3 separate regions of the Gasterosteus aculeatus genome follow, and regions 2 and 3 are each linked to region 1. A link is a contact called in public Hi-C data. All regions are on one chromosome and are shown on one strand. The core of a region is the stretch at or near the end of the contact, and the rest is flanking DNA. Distances in the headings are between cores, read along the strand shown. Region 1 holds the start of LOC120819579 (transcription factor Sox-9-B). Region 2 has its middle 42 kb from the start of LOC120819618. Region 3 has its middle 21 kb from the start of LOC144408034.

Evidence for each region. Hi-C and Micro-C count contacts between places; a contact is called where the count stands out from the background.
Region 2: a contact with region 1 is called in a Hi-C map of tail fin, with 2.7 times the contacts expected there. The contact joins the enhancer-like site here to the promoter of LOC120819579 in region 1. A contact is called at or near these places in 4 of 6 Hi-C or Micro-C datasets (liver, skeletal muscle and tail fin).
Region 3: a contact with region 1 is called in a Hi-C map of skeletal muscle, with 8 times the contacts expected there. The contact joins the enhancer-like site here to the promoter of LOC120819579 in region 1. A contact is called at or near these places in 3 of 6 Hi-C or Micro-C datasets (skeletal muscle and whole body).

The regions. Positions count from the first base shown.
Region 1 is chr5:5,231,309-5,235,919 of fGasAcu3.hap1.1, forward strand. LOC120819579 (transcription factor Sox-9-B) reads left to right here and starts at 2,450. Exons shown (of 3, transcript XM_040177121.2): 1 at 2,450-3,284; 2 at 3,484-3,734; 3 at 3,918-4,611. The coding sequence starts at 2,857.
Region 2 is chr5:4,993,763-4,998,373 of fGasAcu3.hap1.1, forward strand. No RefSeq gene overlaps it. Among protein-coding and RNA genes, the nearest start is that of LOC120819618, 42 kb to the left of the region's middle. Within about 2 kb of position 2,344, at least 3 of the 9 cell types and tissues checked have open chromatin away from gene starts, as enhancers often do.
Region 3 is chr5:5,080,625-5,085,235 of fGasAcu3.hap1.1, forward strand. No RefSeq gene overlaps it. Among protein-coding and RNA genes, the nearest start is that of LOC144408034, 21 kb to the left of the region's middle. Within about 2 kb of position 1,972, at least 1 of the 9 cell types and tissues checked has open chromatin away from gene starts, as enhancers often do.

The DNA.
Region 1 (4,611 bases), core at 1,200-3,699:
TATATATTTTGGCGCTGGAGAAGACCATAAGAAGCCTTGAAGACTCTGTCTATGTTGTCAAATATTGCTCTTGCTTGCAAGTATTATTTAATAAATGCCCTGTTTAATGATTTTATAACAGTGTCGAGTAAGACTTTTTCTGATATTATCCTTCCTGCTAATTCTTGTGTTTTCTCTTGGCATTGTAAACACCCCTCCTTCTCCTACACCCACCTACACTTCTGTTACCCCCTCTCCTCCCCTTTGTCATTCTACTTCACCGTCTTTTCTCAGTTCTGCTACCCGACTAGACTCCGTCAACAGCAGTCCTGCGTACTCCACCCCTCTGCGAGTGGTACACGCCCCTGCAGCTCCACGGATGGTGTTTCGGTGGCCTTGTGTAGCGGTACGCAGCGCGCACTCGACCGCAGCGTCGTCCCAGGAGCTATTAACGCAGAGCCAGGCTGCTCCCTCCTATTTGTGTTCAGAGCGAGAATCTTAAATAAGCCTGTCCTGTGTAAATAAACTGTCCGGGGGGGGTGGACGAGGCCAATCATGTTAGGCCTTTAGTGTTTCGGAACCACAGGCCTATGATCGTGGGAGAGAAAGCATCACCGTGTGATTCAGAGTTCAAGCAGTGAATACAAACAAGCAACATAATGCAGAGAAAGAAAAAGGGTTTTATCTGTTGATGGGTGGGGGGAGGTAGAGAGGGGATCCGTGTATTTAGCTCCGGAGCAGCCGAGCAGGCGGAGCGGTGAAAATAGCTCCACGTGACATCTGTGAGCTATTAAAAGCAACTTCAGGTAGCACACGTTGTCCACATTAGGCTGAACTGAGATTTACATTTCCACATCTCCACAAAGCATAATAAACAATCAGAAGGGGGCGTGTGCAGGCAGGTTAGCATCAGAGAGCAGAGCTCTTCACCTCACTGGGATTGGAGAGTCGCACTGTGTTCGGGTGAAGAGGGAGGACAAAGGGGCCGTGTGTGTGTCGGTGTGTTCAGAGAGGTGAAAATACACTCATTGATGACGCACATTAATACAGCTGTCAGTACCAAGTAGCACATTTACTCAAGTATTATGCTCGTGTACAATTTGAAGGTGCATGTACTCGACTACCTCTATCTGTTGCAACTTCTACATTTTGGAGGGACATATTGCATGTACCACTCCAATACATTTAAACAGCAAAAGTTATATCTACTGGTTAGTTTGCATTTTAAGATTTTTTTAATTCCAAGTAGAAATATTATGTATTTTACCAGATTACACTACCAAAAGTTTGTAAAGTATTTAAAATGACCTGCGACACTAAAAGGCCTAAAAAAAAGTCAAAAAAATCACAACATTGCCCTGAGTCACATCTTTCCTAATTCACTGTCTTTGGAGCAGTTCCCCACTTGTTGAGGACATCCCACATTTGGGCATTAGCGCTCTTATGTTTTATTCAGATGTGGGAGACTTTTTCGTCTTATTTTAGAAATGTCTCACACCATGGGTTTAAACTTTTGAAATAGGTGAAGTTTTGGAATGCAGAACCTTTGCTATAGTGAAAGGCCTCGCTGCTCCTCTGCCACTGGTTATATGCTGAAAATGTGTTGTGCGTTCTTTTGCAAAGTTAACAAAAATAGTAGGATACCAGTAAAACATTTAATCAAATGTTTGCCTCTGTATGATACCTTGAAAAAAATGTCCCAAATTGCACAAAAATCGCTGTTCACCGGGTCGCTGCTCTGCTGCTGGAAATCAAATGAGCGATATGAATCAGGAGCTGGTTTTAGACGCCAGCTGTTGCTCTGCAGCAGTCTGCTCGAGCTGGAGCTCCCTCTCCCCCCCTCCCCCCCACACGTCCACCCTCAGCCTTTGCCTACTCTCAGCAAGGGAAGGGGGAAAACTTTCCGTGTTCCTAGACTGCTGTCTCCCCCTATTGACCACAGGGGGTAACTGTATAGAGCCGGCATGGAGAGGGACATTTTAAAACAGAAGAAAATTAAATTAAATGTAGCAATATTAAGTGTTTTTGGCTGTTTATGATGCAGAATAACGAAAATTGCATTGGCTCTATGATATCGTTTTCTCTCGGGCTTAATTATACTTATCATGCTTTAGCAACTAATTTGTATTTCATTATTTCCCCTCGTAAAAACAAAAAAGTTGTTCCCTCTATAAAAGTAGAAGACGCATTAATTAATGTATTCCGTTCGTCTGATTAAATTGCAGTTGTAAAAATGTTTCACCATAAAGCGTTGTTATAATCTATTGGAAAATCAAGCCGGATTAAGCTCTATGCATACTGACTGGCTCGTGTGTGCGTGTGTGCGTGTTTTAGGGAAAGTGTGTGTTTTGTGTGCTGGTTAGTGGTGGGGGAAAAAGCGGTATCGAATTCCTTCAGTTTGGCGTCACGTTCTGTTATCCAATCAGATCTGGGCTTTCCTGTGCGGCATGGCAGCGGTCTTATAAAGATCCCATGCGTGAGGTTTGCAGTTCAAAGCACTCACACGTTCTGGGGATTGTACTTGGAGACCAGAGAGGAGCACTTTACCGTTTCATCCTACCGAGTTAAGAGTGAACTCTAACCAGCTGGCTTGTTCTTTTTGTTTTTACCCTTTTTAAGTGCGGGCCGGCTCGCAGAAAACCCACTCCTCCTCGGAGTCCATCGGACACCCGTGCGTAAAGACACTCTCGCTCCAAATCGGTTTTACGCACCGGAGCGAAAGATAACCAGTCGTCGTTTTTCGGTGCGGTTCTCTAAGTTAAAAGATCAAAGTTGTACAGGAAAAAGGTGGTCCATTTAGGGACGTTTTACCTCTCACGAGAGAGCAGTAGAAACTCCTTCGTTTCAAGCGTAATTTGGCACCACACAGTTTTTCGTATGAATCTCCTCGACCCTTACCTGAAGATGACGGAGGAACAAGACAAGTGTCTCTCCGACGCCCCGAGCCCGAGCATGTCCGAGGACTCCGCGGGATCTCCGTGCCCGTCCGGCTCGGGCTCCGACACAGAGAACACCCGGCCATCTGAGAACGGGCTACTCGGTCTAGATGGAGAGTTTAAGAAGGATGAGGACGATAAATTTCCCGCTTGCATCCGCGAGGCAGTGTCCCAGGTGCTCAAGGGCTACGACTGGACTCTTGTGCCTATGCCAGTGCGCGTTAACGGGTCCTCTAAGAACAAGCCTCACGTGAAAAGACCGATGAATGCTTTCATGGTGTGGGCTCAGGCTGCGCGCAGGAAGCTGGCTGATCAGTATCCTCACCTGCACAACGCAGAGCTCAGCAAAACTCTGGGGAAACTCTGGAGGTAAGTGTGCACGCTGCGCTATTCAGCTGTAACACACACATTACGATGGAAGGAGAGTTGTTGGTGTCTTATTATATCGACCTCCGTTGTATCTGCACACCAAATCGTCTGTATAATGTCGAGCAATGACACATAAAGTACAAGTAGATGGCAGTTTGTTTAATCCATGAATTCATATGTTGGTGCTTTTTACGCGCAGACTTCTGAATGAAGGGGAGAAGCGGCCGTTTGTGGAGGAAGCCGAACGGCTCCGGGTGCAGCACAAGAAGGACCACCCCGACTACAAATACCAGCCCCGGCGGAGGAAGTCCGTCAAGAACGGCCAGAGCGAGTCGGAGGACGGCAGTGAGCAGACGCACATTTCCCCCAATGCCATCTTCAAAGCTCTCCAGCAGGCGGACTCCCCAGCCTCCAGCATGGGAGAGGTGCACTCACCGGGTGAGCACTCAGGTGAGCAGGAATAGCGCGTTTTTAAATGCCTTGCTCCGTCTTTTCTCTAAAGGATATTTCCATATGTTTAAAAAAATCTTAAAAAGGTAAATAATGTATTATCATATCAGTTGCTTTAAAATGACTAAAACTGAATGAACATAGAGAGCAGTATCTAATGTGTCATGTTTCCTTCACTTTCAGGCTCCCAGGGCCCCCCTACTCCTCCCACCACCCCAAAGACTGATGTCAGCTCGGGCAAGATGGACCTAAAGCGAGAGGGTGGCATCCGCTCCCTGTCCGACGGCACCGGCGGCCGCCAGCTCAACATCGACTTCCGCGACGTGGACATCGGCGAGCTGAGCAGCGACGTCATCTCCCACATCGAGACCTTCGACGTCAACGAGTTCGACCAGTACCTTCCGCCCAACGGGCACCCCGGCTTAGCGGGCGCCGCCGGCGGCTCCGCGCCGGTCGCTTACACCGGCAGCTACAGCATCAGCGGCGGCAGCCCGGTGAGCCCGCAGGCGGGGGCCGCCGCGGCTTGGCTGGCGAAAAGCCAAAACCAGCAGGGACAGCAGCAGCATACTCTGACCCCACTGGGGGGAGGGGGCGCCGAGCACCGGACCCAGATAAAGACTGAGCAGCTGAGCCCGAGCCACTACACCGAGCAGCAGGGTTCCCCGCAACACGTCGCCTACAACAGCCCCTTCAACCTGCAGCACTACAGCCCCCCCTCCTCCGCCTACCCGGCCGCCATCTCCAGAGCGCAGCAGTACGACTACTCCGACCACCAAGGGGGCGGGGCCGCCGGCTACTACAGCCACGCGGGGGCGGGGCAAGGCTCAGGGCTGTACTCGACTTTCAGCTACATGAGTAGCCCCAGCCAGAGGCCCAT
Region 2 (4,611 bases), core at 1,094-3,593, 240 kb before region 1:
GACTAGGTGGAGAGATTTTATCTCTCCACTGGCCTGGGATTGCCTTGGGATCCCCCAGTCAGCGCTGGTAGATGGGGCCCGGGAAAGGGAAGTTTTGGGTCCCCTGCTGGAGCTGATGCCCCCGCAACCCGACCCCGGATAAGCAGCTGAAGATGGATGGATGGTGTCTCTTCATTGTCGCATCATTGCATGTGTTGGAGCCATATTTTCGGTTTTGTTACAAATCATTTATTTGTTGGTAGGAATTGAGTGTTTTCACTTAATGTATTTTTTTGTTCATATTTGAAATAACTTTTAGGATTCATTAGATCAGCAGACAAGAGGAGGGGGTGGGACTGAGGCACAGGGGCTGGCTTTTGTATTGGACGGGACATCGGCACAGTCTTTCAAACTTACGTTGTCCACTCTGTTAATCATGTTCAAATGAAACGACCAAATGTAAAATTCAAACAAACGACGTGAATGAGAACACGAGCATTGAGTGTCTTCTATGGAAGCGACAACGTGTGAGTCAGGAAGCGGAGTCCCGCGCACCGAAACGAGGAAGTGCAGCATGTTCTACCTGAATTGCCGAGTCTTGAATGTTTACCCTGAACCTCGTCCCTGTGTTGTGTACGTCCCTGTTCCCCGTCTGCGTTTTTCCGTGTCTTCGTTTTTTCCCCTCTGGTGTTTTGGTTTTGGGATTTTGGGATTTATTAAAATTACCTTTTGTTTTCAAAACTCTGCGCCTGAGTCCTGCTTCTGGCCACGCCAACCCAGTCATTGTGACAGTAACTATAATCAATGCTATTGTTTCCGATGTCTTCCATAACAATCCAGGGATGGAATAAAAAAAAACATGCAGTTGTCTCCTATTAAAACGTTCCGTTAGACATGACACGTTTCTAGTCTATTTTGGAAAAGTGATGGACATAAACTGACAAGCTTTTTTTAACAAAAACAATTATTATTTTACACCTTTAAAGATATTGTAGGTGTGTTACAAACTACTCTGCACAAGGCACATTGCGACAGAAAAAATTGCACCATGACTGAGCTGAAATTCAATTTTATCATAACAGGCCCTTGTACTGACGTGGTTGCCAAATTCCTACAGGGAGACGCGGAGCCTCAAACTGTGCTCAATCAGGACCGTGATCGCCAAAAGCTTGGCTGAAACCCCCCCCATCAGCCCAGACACGAACACTGATACTCCCCCTGCAACAATTTATCCTAATGAGTCGTGACTGGTGGTGTGTGTGTGTATGTCTGCAGACAGCACGGTTTCTGATGTCAGTGCTTCGTACAGAGATTTCAGTGTGTGTCTCCAACATGTATTTCTATGGGGACCATTCGTCAGAGCATAATGATTTCAGTTGCAGACTTTTTCAACTTTTAATAGGTAATCCATCACACTTGAGATGCATTTTACATTTCTTAGGGTTCTCTTGATGTCTCATAGCTACTGTACGTAAACATTAATTTGCAAAGCATGACCGTGCACTGTGGTCTGGTGCGTTCAAGAGCCGATGAAAAACATAGGCAGTTGAGTCGTGTGGGAGGAGAGCGGCTTCAGCTTAACGGTCTACAAGGAGCGACCTAATTCATACAATCCTTTTCATGAAGTCTGCTTGCTTTTGGGTTGTTTTATATCTCTGCATTGAATCCTCTCTCTGCCCCTCTGCTCTCAGGTGGGTGAGCCTTGAATAGAGCGGGCCTGTGATAGTTGCTAACAAGTACAAGTACAGGTGTCCAGCTGCCTTTTACAGGGAGATAGCAAGAGATTGCATTTTCCTTCAGTTCCTTCAATGATTTAAATGTGCCCTTTTTTAAGATATATTTCGGCAGGGAATTTTTTGACAGTGATGGTGGAGAGAGACAGAGGGGAGAGAGAGCATGAGAATGGCATGCGGCAAAGTAGCAGCTCAGAAGCACATATGTGGCATAACTGCTCGTCTATCTGGGTTCCCTTTTCGGGTCTGATGGTAATTATCCATGTGGTTCATTTGTATATTAGTAGCTGATACTGAGCAAAATGCTGTCTTTTATGCAGAAAGAATTGCCTCAGTCTCAGACTGACTGCCACAGACTTTCCATTCCGTGCCAGTGCCACAGGGAGGATCTCGGCCTTGCTGCCTTTTAGTCCACCATAACTCAGCTAATTACAGCACACCATTTTTCACTGTTTAGGGTTAAGAAGTGATGTTTCTGGTCACGTGAGGCCCCTGACCCCCTAAATTGATACTGTGTGAGGATTACAGACTGTAATCGTTGAGGGCTTTGGGGAAGAAACCTTATTCATCTGTTACCTTTTTTATTAATTACTGGAAACAAAACTTGTCTTTTTAAGCTGAAGTTCCTAACCTGGTCTGATGGGGGTAGTAAAGGACCACGTAAAAGCCAGGTTCACTTCCCTGCAGGAGCAGATATGTGCCCCAGCATGTCTGTTACAGGAAAGAGATAATTAGAGGCAATAAATAAAAAAATATGAAGCATTGACACCATATGCTCTCTATTTATCTCCTCTTTTTCTCACCTACACATTTGTCAAGTTGCCAGAAGGATCCAACAGCTACAGGTGTTCACTCTTACAGGAATACACAGCGTGTGAGGGCACTGACCCGTCTTTCTCTCACAACCTTCCCATCCATAGCTGGATGGGTCGCTATTGTTTTTTTTTGAGGAAGTGACGAGCACTGAAGGGTTAGCCAATAGCTCCCAGTAAAACTATGATACTGCACTCACCGCAGACAACATCGCCATCTGAGTTGGAAGCATGCGTTGAAACCAACACCAAGTGTTCTGAGGAAGAACTCAGGCTGAGCTGCCATATGTTCAGACACTATAGAGTCAGTGAAATCAGAAGTTGTGAATTGTTCACTGTGAGTAACTTCATGAAAAAAGCAAACTGTTGCGATGCCCGAACGGGGGAGAACAAGAAATTAGCTTCAGATATTTTTATTTAGTCTGTATTAAGGGTATTGACAACCATTGGATGGATTGCAATAAAGTTCAGCATAGCTTGCATTCACGTTAAGGATCTTTTAGTTCATCTAGTTTTTGGACAAAACTCTTGAAGCTGATGACATGGCCCCGAGGTCCAGTGAATTGGAATTTAAGTGTCATGCCAATTAGTAAATGTTACTAAGCGAAGAAAATAATTGGCGCACTGTAGCTTATAAAATGGTAGACAAGAGTTTTTCTGGAAATGTAGTTTGATTGTTTTTTCTCCCACCAGCATACTGAGTAGACAGTATGCATCTGACTGCTTAGAATATGTCCATCTATGCTGAAGATTATTGTGCATTAACAGAATTGGTGGAGGTTTGATATGGTTCATGATTTAATGGTTGCATGCTTTTTGCATAGTGCTATCATATGTCATTGCAATATCCTGATTATGAAAAAAATACCCTGTTCTAATCCTGTTTTAATGAATGCATATGCTGCATAAAGAAATTATACAATCTTGAGTGTTTCATTTAGAACAGCAACAATCCTTCAACAATCAGTTGTTTGTTTGTGGTTGACAGTTTGTATATCGACTATTTCTTTGGCAGGAATAGGTGCAATAGAAAGTGTTAGTTACAAAAACAAGCGTTGGGAACAATATCCCTGGAAACCTTAAACGCCAATATCTTTGATGCAAATTAACCTATTTGCATGTCTGGATCCAGATGGATTGTTTTTCTTTTCTGTAGCAAAGGTGAACAAAAGCCCTTCGCTTTTGGTAGTGCCATCTCATCCATCTGTTTCGTTCCCTCCATCTCATTCCTTCTCTCACCCTTGCGCACACCATGGGATTTGGCGCTAGTCACTTAGTACATGATCTCAGGGATTATCAGCCAGTATGCTTGTTAATGATGTCATCACAAGGTCCCTGTAGAGCTGTTGAGGTCTGCCGGGGAATGATAAAGGCCTCATAGTTAAACACCAGAATGGTGTTTTTAAGCCATGAACTGGCAACACAATCAAAGATGATGTGTTTTTGGAGGAGGTCTTTGGAGACTCGGCTGTGGTGGCGCGTATACTGCTCCAAGAGTCTTATATTCTGTGGGTGGGAACACAAAGATGTGCACAATGTGGGAGGCTGATGTTAACAACTGTTTGAGAAGAATTGAGACTGTGGGATCTTCTTTTAATGTTCTGTTGTTATTTCTGTGGGTCATTCTTTTAGCAGTTGACACTTTATTCCACCAAACTTGGTTGCATTCCAGTTTAGCTCTTTTGCTGTAAAACATCTGAGTTAAACGACTTCAGCTGCTTTGATTTGTTGTCCATCCAATTGAAGTTATCCCAATCCCAAGATAATGAAGAAGTTAAAGGAGTAGAGCAATATTTTGTGTTTACGTTGGCTTCTTTCCAACCTGCGGATAAAGAACAATTGCTGCCGTCTAAATGCAGTGTACAGGTGTATTGCTGTCCTCGTAGCCAAGCTACTAGCTGATGGGAAGCCCCGGTTTGAGCTAATGATTGCTGTCGATCAGCTGTTTGCCTGAGTCAGCACGTAATCTTCCTCCACTACAGTCAATGAGTGACAGTTCACTGCCCCCCCTCAACCCCTGCACACCACACACCCTTCATCAGGTGTGTAACTTAGGCGGGTTTAATACTGTGTGTGTGTGTGTGTGT
Region 3 (4,611 bases), core at 722-3,221, 150 kb before region 1:
CCCCCTGACGTCATCATTACATCATCACAAATAAATCAACAGAAAAGGCAGTTTTATTATGCACGATACAAATGTAGTGGAATGGCTTCTACAGGGAGTCTTCATGAAAGTAGTCATACAGTTACGGAAGCCCCTTGTAATGTTCTGACAAGACGGTACACTGACATGAATTTAATTGGCTTTTAAATGTCCAAATTATCTACACAACCTTATTTTCTGCATACAAAAGATAAATCTCATATCTAGGTAGTGCATCCTTTAATTATTCCAGTTACATATAAGAAAGAATAAAAGTTAGCTTGATATGTTTGTTGTGCCTTAGCTATATAGCTGGTATGTGAAGCCATAGTTAGCACACTTTATTCATCACTTGATGTCAGCCTTTAAACGCTCAGTTCACGATCAGTCAGCCCCTGTTTGTTGGGAGTAGCAGTAGTAGCGCTGCTCATTACCTTTCAGTTCCACAAAAGCACTCGGAAATGAAGTGCCTACTCAAGTGCAGCTCCATCTGACTTGAGGTTGAAGTGTGTTTAGAGCAAAATAAATGGAGTCGGTAGACAGAAACACACTCGCGATCTGAGTCATCTGCTTCCCTGAGAGGCCATGCCATTGCTCTTGGCTGACCACCAGGGAAGCTGGCTGGGTGAAAGCTGCGAGACCCCAAAAGCACTCCGGTGAACCCTAAAAACACACAGCCCTGCTCCCCCTTGCTCTGTTAGAGCGTGAGACCAGGCCCCTCCATCGCTCCATTTAGGTGACTGATAGCTCGGCCGATTTTCTTAAAACAGCCACCAATTATCAGATGCAATTAAGGACCTCTGCAAAATTACAACGCCCCTCTGAGTGTGTTCCACTGTTTTCCCCCCGGCTAAACGACTTGTAGAAATGGGTGATGATGAGGGATGATTGTGAGCATTGCTGTTGACCATATTCATAACGAAATAAGGCACGGAAGGCTCTAATTCAGGATTAGGGTTTGAAACAGTTCTCTAACTTTGAGTTTAAAATAAAATACAGAAACCTGGGTTCTTGGAACAAGGGTCTATGCAAAACAAATGAACAGATGTTAAGTTGATCACGTTACACTACACACAGAACTTGGGTTATGGTGTGCTCTGTTCTTAGCAAATTTAGCATTCCACCATTCATCCATGTAGCAGATGGCTGCAAATTTCTGCTCCAGAGTTCTTTTCTGCTACTTAAAGTATATTTAATGGCTTAACATAGTTTGCTGGCAGCACTCGTCAGGCTGCATTCATCTGAAATTAAAGGTGCACTGTGGAATTGTCTTCTTAACAAAAACAAATGTTTCTGTTTAGTTTGTGACCCAAAATGCAACATGTGTATCATAAGGTCTAACGGACCTTGTTGATTGCATTTTCTTCCTCATAAGACTTTAGACCTTAGAAGACTAAAATGCCTAATTGGTGAAGATTTTCTCAGTTGTTGCCTCAGTTAGCACGTGTGTAACAGTGACCAGCTGTCGATACATACAGGGCGCCAATACTAAGTGCATTGACTTACTCTCCTCCTACTGACGTGGGCCGTTCACTCGTTTGATAGACAATAGTTATGAATCCAGAGATAGAGACATACAAGCTCTACACTGGTCTCGCTTGGCAAGCAAATCAAGAGGGAAACAATTACTAAACAGTGGGTGAAACAACAGTCCAAACCGCCCACGCCTAGTCGATAATGAGCTGTCTATTATGGTGAAAAGAGTGAATAAATATGTTTAGAGTCTAGAGGTCCCTGATCATACAGTCACAAATGAGTACAAAAAAATACTGGGCTGATGGATCGAGTAGTGTGAGAGATTAGCTGTGGACAGACAGATACAAAGACACACAACCAAATACATACATCTCATATGAGAAACAATTATGAAAAGCTACTTACACCATGACAGGTAATTAATCTAATGATGAACTATTGTTAATAGTAAATCAAATCAGTAGTAGTATCAATAATCTTTATGGAATCGAAAAGTTTAAAAATAAATGAGTCAGTAAATAATAAATGTCTTTACATTCATGTCGGTGACTGATATTATTCCACTAAGGCATGGTGTAGGGCTTGTACTAGGAGCAGATGTTAGCGCCTTTGAAGCTAGAAGCTTCTTGTATCACTAAGAAGCAAGTTTTCTTGTTTCTTTTATTTTCTTTCGGCTCCACTACAGCGTATTAGTTGTCCCTTTTCTTCTCTCCCTCACTCAGTGACTTCAGGCCCTCAGGCTCTCTTGTCTCTCCCTCATTCATTTCACTGCTATTCCTCCTGTCCTCCTGGCCCTTAATGTCTTTGCCCAGCTGCTAAAACTTGAAGCTCTGGTGTGGCCTCTTGGTTAAAGGGATTGTGTGCTGTGCTGCCACTGGGAGAACAGTTAGAGGAAAGAACACAGGTGAATGCAGAACCGAAGCAAACATATGCATCACGCTCTCTCAGTTTGAACCCAGATTGAAGATGTTTATTTTTGTCCTCCAGAATGGAAAGACAAATACAGGAGAGGTGATCTTTGGTGAGTAAGTAGTGGTAGCAATCACTGAAGAACTGCAATTATTCCCTCACCACAGAGAGACGTTAGTGCCTTCCTCTGTAGTGTGTGGGTAGCAGTACTGAACCACTGATGTAATGCACTGAAACTGTAAGTCGACATGCAAGAACAACTGAATCTTTTCCTCTTTGAATATACAATTTATAATACGAGACGCAATCCCTGCTCCAGGCTGGTTTTCTTGCACTGTATCCCTATTGGACAAACTCCAACTTTGTTGACTGTAACAGTTTAACTCGGCTCCACAAGAGGGGGCAAAACTCCCATGAGGAGTCGTATTACCAGGCCAGCAGCCATGACGCCACTGGCTTATTAAATCAGTCCTGTTGCTTGTGTTATTTGGATCACCGCAATGCATGATCAAATGCCAGTGAAGCTATTGTATTTCAAAGCTCGATGATATTCTTCATTCATGCAATCTTTTAATCGTCTGTCTGCCTTTTATCCCACACCACCTTCTTCCATCCACAAACACACATACACACACTGCAGCTACTCTCCCCTCTCTTACATGCACTAGCTGGTGTGTGTTTCATCTAATTCTCTTTAATGAGGCTCATTTCACTGTCAGGAGTCTAATGATGCTAATTAATTAATCCGCCCACCCGTGGTAAAGAAAAATCTGTCATCCAGCCCCTTCCTTAAAGATAATATGTACTGTATGTTTTATGTTTGAAAAATAAACGATGTTGTTTGAAATGGAATTTATTCTTTCGGTCTTTATTTTGCATTTGGCTGCAGGCGATGTATTGTACATTTACATTACATTTTTACACTGGGCTACTTGCTAGTAGTGTGATTCTGCAGGACACTTAAACAGATGTTTGTAGGTGTTGAGGTTAACATAATGGTCAGCTGTAGACGTCTTGAGTAAATCATGAAATAGCTTGATGTTTGTAGGTGATTCATTCCGTGGTACGGTTGTTTTTTCCTCATAGAAGTTGGTAATGTTGGAAAAAAGAGAAGTGAAAGAAAATAACAATGAATGCAAAATCCAGACTAGAAATGCAACAGACGAAGAAGTAACGGTTTCAAAATCAATGTTCTTTGTTTTCCATTGAAGTCCCAATTTGTGATTAGTTTGTTGCACATGTAGCATAATGGAGCCCTGGTGTCATCCCTTAATCACAAGGGCATCACTAGCCAATCACAATGGGTGGGCATCATAAAAATGCAGTGGAGTTTGCATTAGCCACCACCTTATGTCCCGCTCCCCGTCTGCCTGAGTTACTTGTTTGATACTCACTTTGTATAGCTGAAATGCTTAAGGTGGCGTTGCTGTGCTCTATATATCTATATATCTATATATATATATATAGATATATAGATAGATATCTATGTCAGTATATATACATTTATAGATCCATATAGATCTCTCTATATATATATACACATGTATTCACATATTGTCAACCAGATTCTCTCTGAGAATGTTTAACTTTTAGGAGCTTACCTGGTAATCAATAAACCCATAAATTGTGCGTTCTCATATTGCATGACACAAAGGCTTTATACCACAATTATGGATCTACAGTGAAAATGCTGAGTGATGCAGAGGAAATTCGTCAACATTCTCACTTAATTCCACAAACCTCATCAAAAACGCCCGTCAATATGATGCAGTGATGAATTAGTCCGACTCTCGCTTCCCCACTGTTTATTTTTGGTAATCAGTGTACACCGGCACTTCTCTGCAGTTTTGCAGTTTTTAGATGTGACACATCTAAATAAAGCTTGATGAAACGCTTGCTCCGTAATTGGTTGCAAGATTTATACATGATCTTGAAAACCACCCCCAATCCCTTAAAAAAGAAAGAAATGGTACATAATATTCCATGTTTAGCTTTGATACATACCTTTTGACCGATGTTGGCTGGCTTACTTTATTCTGAATAAATAAAAGTAACTGAAGGAGAAGAGGGAATGACTGTGTGTGAGAGAGAGAGAGAGAGAGAGAGAGAGAGAGAGAGAGAGAGAGAGAGAGAGAGAATAAACCCTACAACACATTGTTCTTGTTTGCACAGACCATAGCAATTTGTTTGACTCTGCTGCTATTGAGG